2 separate regions of the Sminthopsis crassicaudata genome follow, and region 1 is linked to region 2. A link is a contact called in public Hi-C data. All regions are on one chromosome and are shown on one strand. Each heading gives the region's core, a stretch centred on a gene start, on an enhancer-like site or on the middle of the called end of the contact. The rest is flanking DNA. Distances are from core to core; before and after follow the strand shown.

Region 1 (3,167 bases), core at 583-3,082, 160 kb after region 2:
AGGAGAAAAAGTAAAATTTAGAGTATAGAAAGGGAAGAGACAAACGTGAGAAGCTCCATACAAAAGTTGAGAGAGAAATCCAGAGAAACAGACAAGAGAAATAAAGGGGGTGAAAAGGCAACGCCATTCTAGAAATAGTAAAACTTTCCCAAATTTAAAAAGATACTCACTCCTGCCCACAACCCCTACACACACACACACACACACACACACACACACACACACACCCCGTCTTTATAAATCTGAATAGATTTTCCATTTGTTGCATCAGTCATAAATATTATATAACAAACCCTTTCAGCCCTGAAGGTATTTTGTGAAATGAATCCAATGTGGTTTTGAGAAAATGAAAACCAACTCTCCCCCCCCCCCCCCCCATCGATCCCACTGTGAAATTTCGGGGAATTTTTAAGAGTTAATGCTAGTCTAAAATGTAGAAATGTCTTGTCCTCTTGACATTCCAAAAAGGGGTGTGGTGGCCAACTCAAGTCATCCCTAGGGTTTACGACTTACGAAAAATCGTCCACTTCTGCTCTGGAACAAGCCAGTTGTTTATTTAAAGAAATATATTTATTAGGCTAGTACCCATAATGATTCCTACAAGAGCCAGTATCACAAAACTTAAATGATCTTTTGCCGGGTTAAATGGGTCAGGGGGGGAGGGGGGAGTGAAACCCGGCTTATTCGTCCGTTTACCTAAAACTGCGCTCGCTGCCTCATCCCTGTCCCTCCACACCAGTAAGTAACGGCAAATTAAGGTTAATAGCATTTGCAGCTATTCCGATCCCCACCATGCAAAGCGCAGCCAGGGCTTCCCTCATCCATCTGCACGCCAGATCCGTTACTTGTGCCTACTGGTCACTGCGACCGGGAACTGCTGGTTCTCACCTGGCAGCGGCGTGAAACTGTTCCAACGTAGATTCTCACACACAGACACACACACACACACACACACACACACAGGCGCACCACATCTCAGTCAGGGAGAACGGAACATCCTGAACAAAAATGCTGCTTCTCCCTTCGGAAGGGCCAGTGCCACCGACACGTGAACTACTTCTGCCTGGCACAGCGCTCGCCTCTAAGGACACTGTCACCTCCAGGGAGCAGAGGGGAGCAGAGCGGCTCCGCACGCAGCCCTAGAAGCCGCACAAAACTTCACCCACCCAGAGACAATCTCATCTCCGACAATGAGTTGGCCGCTTCCAACCTCGACATCAAAGCGTGCTAAAGTCGCAGTCACAGAAATGCATCCTCTTCATTTCTCGCCGCGCATCCTTCCCACTCAGAGAACTGTGCATGCAGGGGCCAGGGTTGCCTGAGGAGGACGGTGCAGACGCAGCTAACTCTGGCTCAGTCTCATTTCCCAAAAGCAGTTCTCTCCATCCTCCCCAACGCCCCTCCCCCATGCCCAAAGAGGGATGAGAAGTGGGGTCCCCTTGGGAGTGCGCAGCACCCGTCTTCTCCAGGAAGGTTACTGGAGTTGCTCTTCGCAATGGCCACATCGCTAGTGCATTTTTATGTTTCTCATCAGTGACTCCCCAACCCCGTCACTCCACCTCTCCCCAAAGAAAGAGATCAGAAGAAGGCACAAGTTGGTAGGAACCATTTCAATAAATCATTGCAACTCACCTGGTTTGGGATTTGTCCCCCCACCCCAGGCATAAACAGAAACAATGTGTGAGTGAAGCAATCACCCACACATGGGATGGTGCTGCGATGCCCCAGCTCCTATGTCCTAGAGTTGGAGTCAGTCCCCGCCAGGGCTCTAAGCTCAGCAAGAGCAAGCAGCAATAGCAGGAGGAGCAGCAAGCAGAAGGGGGATAGACCTTAGCACAATGAATGCAGTGGGGTTTTTTTCAATGACATCATCCCTCTGGCCAAAAGGCCCCAATAGCCATGCTCCAGACCAAGGCATTGTGGGAAAAGTAGTTCCACAGTCCTAGCTCAAGAGAGCGCTGGGTCAGCTGCTGGAACTACCATATCCGGCATGCATAGCAGCCGGGCGCACCCTGGGCTGACTGAGGGAGCGGGTGGCCTTGGCGGCCATGTTAGATCCGCACACACACGGAGGCAGCTGCGGAGCCGGGAGGATGACGGGGCCCAGTGAGCGAGCGAGGGTACGCCGTGGGTCGGGGGAAGAGACCGTGGGCTTAAGGGGAGAACTGGGCGGCTTGCCTAGGGCTTCCCGCCACTGAGGCCAAGTTCCTCAGGCCCCAAACTTGGGGCGGATAGTGATCGGGCCCGGTCCGGAACTCGGCGGGATGATCTTCTCACTTGGGCCCGGGGATCCAAGGATTAGGGTAGGCCTCGTTTCCCTACGAGAGGCTGGAGCGGCCTGATTCCAGGCCTTGTTGATTCCCGGGTTCGGGACGGGGATGGATCCGGAGGCCCCCTCCGTCAGCCAGGGAGAAGCGGGGGCGACTCCGTCCCCTTTCCGTCTCGAGGCCGCCTCCGCCCTGGCATGCCGCGCTTGCGGCCTCCGCTCTGCCCAGGTTCTTAGTGAGATGTTTATCTCCCCGGCTCCTGCTCCTCCCTCCCCCTTGGGAGGTTTCTGGGCCTTTCCACGAATTTTTTAATCTTATCTGGGATTCCTCCATTTCTCCCCTCCTTCAAAGGAGAGAAAAGAAAACAAAGAAGACTAAGAGACTACGATAGCCTTTGTACCACGGGATCAGGTTTGATCGGCGGCCAGCTAGATAGCGAAAGCCCTGCATTCGGGTGGGGTGGGGGAGGGGAAGATTGAGGTGTGTAATTGAGATACCCTCGGGCTCTTGCCTATCAGCAAATGGAGGCTGATTTGATTTATTCCTTTAGTAATGACGTAGGAGGGTAGCTGATTCGGTGGAGATTTTTCATCCATAATACCTGTTATTACAACGGGAAAGTAAATCTGAGAGGGAGGGAGGGCGTAGGCAGACTAGTGATGTAATATTTAATTCTCCACCTTTGAAAACTGTTCCAGGTTAAATTTAGGACTCCCAAATTCTGGTGACTGTTGGAGGGCCGATTTTGCTAAAAGATAATAGTAGAAACTAAAGTGAACTATGCTGAATTATCTTTTTCAGTTACATTATTAAAATCACTGTTTTTGTTCTTTTTCAGAGTTTGTCAGCACAATGGAAATGGAATGAAATTTCTTTTCATCTTAAGGGTTTCTGAACGAA
Region 2 (3,588 bases), core at 320-2,819:
AGGCCAACCTGTTTTCTTAGTATATTCAGTTATAACATTCCACTTGACTACTATGATTCCTTCATTCATATGTATCAATAGAGATCCCCCTCTCTCCCTTCTCACTGAGGTAACTGGCTTTTTGGAGGTAGCCAATCTGAACTCCTTGTTAACAGTTATGAGTATTTAAAACTGATTTTTCTCAGAGAATGTATCTTTATAATATTTACTTGAGACACTTATTTCCAAGATTTCCAAGATCTATAAAGAACTGGTTCATATGTATAAGAATAATAGAAAGATTTATATGTATAAGAATTAATAGAAAAAATGGTAGAAGGATATGGACAGTTCTAAAAGAAAAAAAATCTTAAGTTATCAACAGCCATACCAAAAAAAAAAAAAAGTTCAAATTACAGTAATAACAGAAATATTGTAAAGCAACGCTGAAACTCACTCTCATACCCATAATTTTTTAAAAGATGACAAAACAGGAAAAAGATAAGTGATGGATAGCTGTGGGGAAATAACCACATAAATGCACAGTCGCTAATTTAGAAAGCAATTTGGAACTTTTCCCAAAAAGACACATAACCCGTACATTTCCTGCTCTTAAGTTCCTTATTTCTCTCAGGGGCACCATCAAGTTCCCAAAGTTCACAGTCTAGGAATCATTCTTTGAGCTCAATGTTACATCAGACACACATTAGCTGTGTGATCCTGTACAAGTCATTCACTCCTTTTCCTCATTTGTAAAATTGGGATCCTAGCATCCACCTCATAAGATTGTCAAAGATCAGATGATATAACATGTAAAACACTTTATAAACCAGCTGTTAGGATATATAAAATCAAATGATACAGCATATAAATGCTATCATCAGTCATAATGAAATTTTTAAAAAGGTGTCTGCTTTGTTGCTGCAATTTTCTGTCTCACTTAGAGCTGAAATATACTTGTATGTTGTCTTCCCCATCAGAATATGAGGGCTGCAAGAGCAGTCAGTTTTTGTATTTCCCTGAGCCCTTAGAAAACAATAAGAGATTAATAAATGTTCATTCATTCATTCATAAAACATTCTTCTCTCTATCTTAGTCTCCTAAAAAACAATAAGAGTTTAATAAATTTTCATTCATATAACATTCTTCTCTCTATCCCATAGTCTCCTAAAAAACAATAAGCGCTTAATAAATGTTCATTCATTCATTCATAAAACATTCTTCTCTCTATCCCATAGTCTCCACTCTTTCTTTCCCTTCTCCCATTTCTCTCCAGGCAGCCTCTTCCACCTCGTACCTCACTTTATCCCTCTTTTCCTTTCCCTTTCCCCTAAGCCTTCCCTTCTACGCTCTCCCTCTGCAATACCCACTACCCAAAAAGTCCCCCAAACTTGCACTGATTCAGAGCCCGGCATCGCCAAAACTGAGCCGGATTCTACCACTGCTCCCCCGGGGGGAGTGGAGCGGAAATTCTCTCACCCCTCGAAGAAATGGTTCATTCTCCAAAACAGTCCTCATCTTTTTTGCTGCTCTTAGCTGTGATTGGTTCCGTGGGGACCAAAGCATTTTCCGTCACTTCCGAGAAACGACTGGCGGGAGATTCTATTGGTAGAAACCGAGGAAGTAAAGCAACGGATTTCGAAGTGAGCGAATTTGTTTGGGTTCGGAGGGGGACGCGGTTGGCTTTCGCCCTGGGGCTCCCAGGCCTGTCGCACTTGACGGTCTGGACTGGAAGGACCGGATAGCAGAGGTCCCCCGGGCAGCTTGTTCCCCTCAGTCTTAGGAAGGGGAGGCCTTGTGGGCGTTCGTCTCTCAGTTTCCCCGGATAAGACGAGACGCTGGAGGGAACCGCAGGGGCGGTCTAGCTCCGGCTCCTTATTTTACACCTGGGAAACGTGAGACCCGAGAGAGACGGGTTGCCCAAGGTCGCCCTTCTAAGCGCTAGGATTTGACTTCCTTAGACAGCACAGTTTGCACTCTACCGTACGTCTCCGGGAAACCTGCTTCCACCGTAAAGGAAAATTACAAAACGCCCGTTTGCTGAGCGAGCCGTAGGCCCTAGGTGAGTTATTCTCTCTGGTAGAGGGGGAGGGAGGAGATATTTGCATTAACCACCCCCTCACTTCGCTGTTTGAGAGCCTTTTATGCCATGGACCTCTGGGATAGTCAGATAATACCGATGGGCCTTTTCTCAGAAGGATGTTTTTTAAATGCGTCAAATGAAACCCGCAGCATCGCAGAGGAAATCAGTCATGTTGAATTAGTTATCAGAGTTTTAAAGCAAGAAAAAAAAATTCACACACCCTAAGTTAAGGAAGCGTGCCTTCTGTCTCAGGAGATTTAAGGCTCCCAAGCCATCCTCTTGCAGAGCTGAGAGATCCACAAGTAGATATTACACATATTTTCAGTATTTTTCTGTGTATCCTGATTTTCTCCTCTTTTTGTCTTTAAAAATAAACTGTTACATAAAGTGGCTTTCTGGGAGGGAAGGGGAGGAGAGATGCTGGTGAAATGTGGTGATGATAAAAGCCATCAAAAATTATTTTTAAAGAATTATGAGGAAAAGTTGCATGAAAGAGAAACTCAAAATTGGGCTTTGGAAAAAAGTAGGGACTTCAATAGGAGATGGTTGTGGAATGATAATTAGAATAGAAAGAAGTTTAGTGTGACTGGAGCTATAAATATGTGAGTATGGAATTACAAAGCTGAAGAGATAGGATGTACCTTTGTTGTTAATCTTGAATAAGTTTATTATTTATTTTGTAGGAAACATAGAGTCACCAAAAATTTGTGAAATAAAGGAGTGACTTGATGAAGGCACTTTGGAAATATTTTTTGTCCAGGCTTGGAATTTTCTGGGTTAGAGAACCCATGATAAGAATTTGCAGTCCAATGTAAAGAGTCTTGCAAGAACCATCAAAAGGTATGTGACGGAAGTGAGACTTGAACCCAGCTCTTCCTGACACTGAGGCTGCCTTCTCTTGGGAAAAGTATTCCATATAAAGGATAGGTTAGAAATCGGAATACATTGCAGGCAGTTGTGCTAATTAAGAGACTTTTTGATGATCTGGGCAAGAAAATATGACCTCAGATGGTTGCAATGGAAGCAAAAAGAATGGCATGAACAGGAGAGATAATGTCAGCAATGACATTACCTGGGAACTGATTGGATATAGCTCACTTTTATACTAATTGGTTGAAAATTCAAATCCACCTCTAATACTAACCACCTGTGTGACTTTAGAAAAGGCATTGAAAAACTCTCTTGGCTTGAGTCCTCTCATCTGTAAAATTAGAATGCACTATAGCTAAGATTCTTAACCATTTTTGTTTCATGGATGCCTTTAGGAGTCTGTTGAAACCTATAGACTTGTTCATAGAATTTTTAAATTCATAGATACATAAAAATATGTATAAAAAATATTGAAATAATAATGTGACTTTTTTTTTCCTCCATTAAAATTCATGGACTTCCTGAAATCTATCTACATACCCTTTTTAATCCTTAATCTAAGATTTGATTATCTGAGATATAGCTTCTAGGTATATGGGGTGTTCAAAAGGACTAGCATCTCAGGTAAAAGGGTTTATTAAGCTCTTTTCAGCACT

Evidence for each region. A called contact is a pair of places that touch in the nucleus more often than the background predicts.
Region 1: a Hi-C map of hippocampus shows a contact between it and region 2, with 3 times the contacts expected there. The contact joins the promoter of RAB30 here to the promoter of DDIAS in region 2. A contact is called at or near these places in 2 of 2 Hi-C or Micro-C datasets (fibroblasts and hippocampus).

The regions. Positions count from the first base shown.
Region 1 is chr3:552,968,338-552,971,504 of ASM4859323v1, forward strand. RAB30 (RAB30, member RAS oncogene family) reads right to left here and starts at 1,833. Exons shown (of 5, transcript XM_074304570.1): 1 at 1,633-1,833.
Region 2 is chr3:552,808,440-552,812,027 of ASM4859323v1, forward strand. DDIAS (DNA damage induced apoptosis suppressor) reads left to right here and starts at 1,570. Exons shown (of 6, transcript XM_074304566.1): 1 at 1,570-2,041; 2 at 2,746-2,902.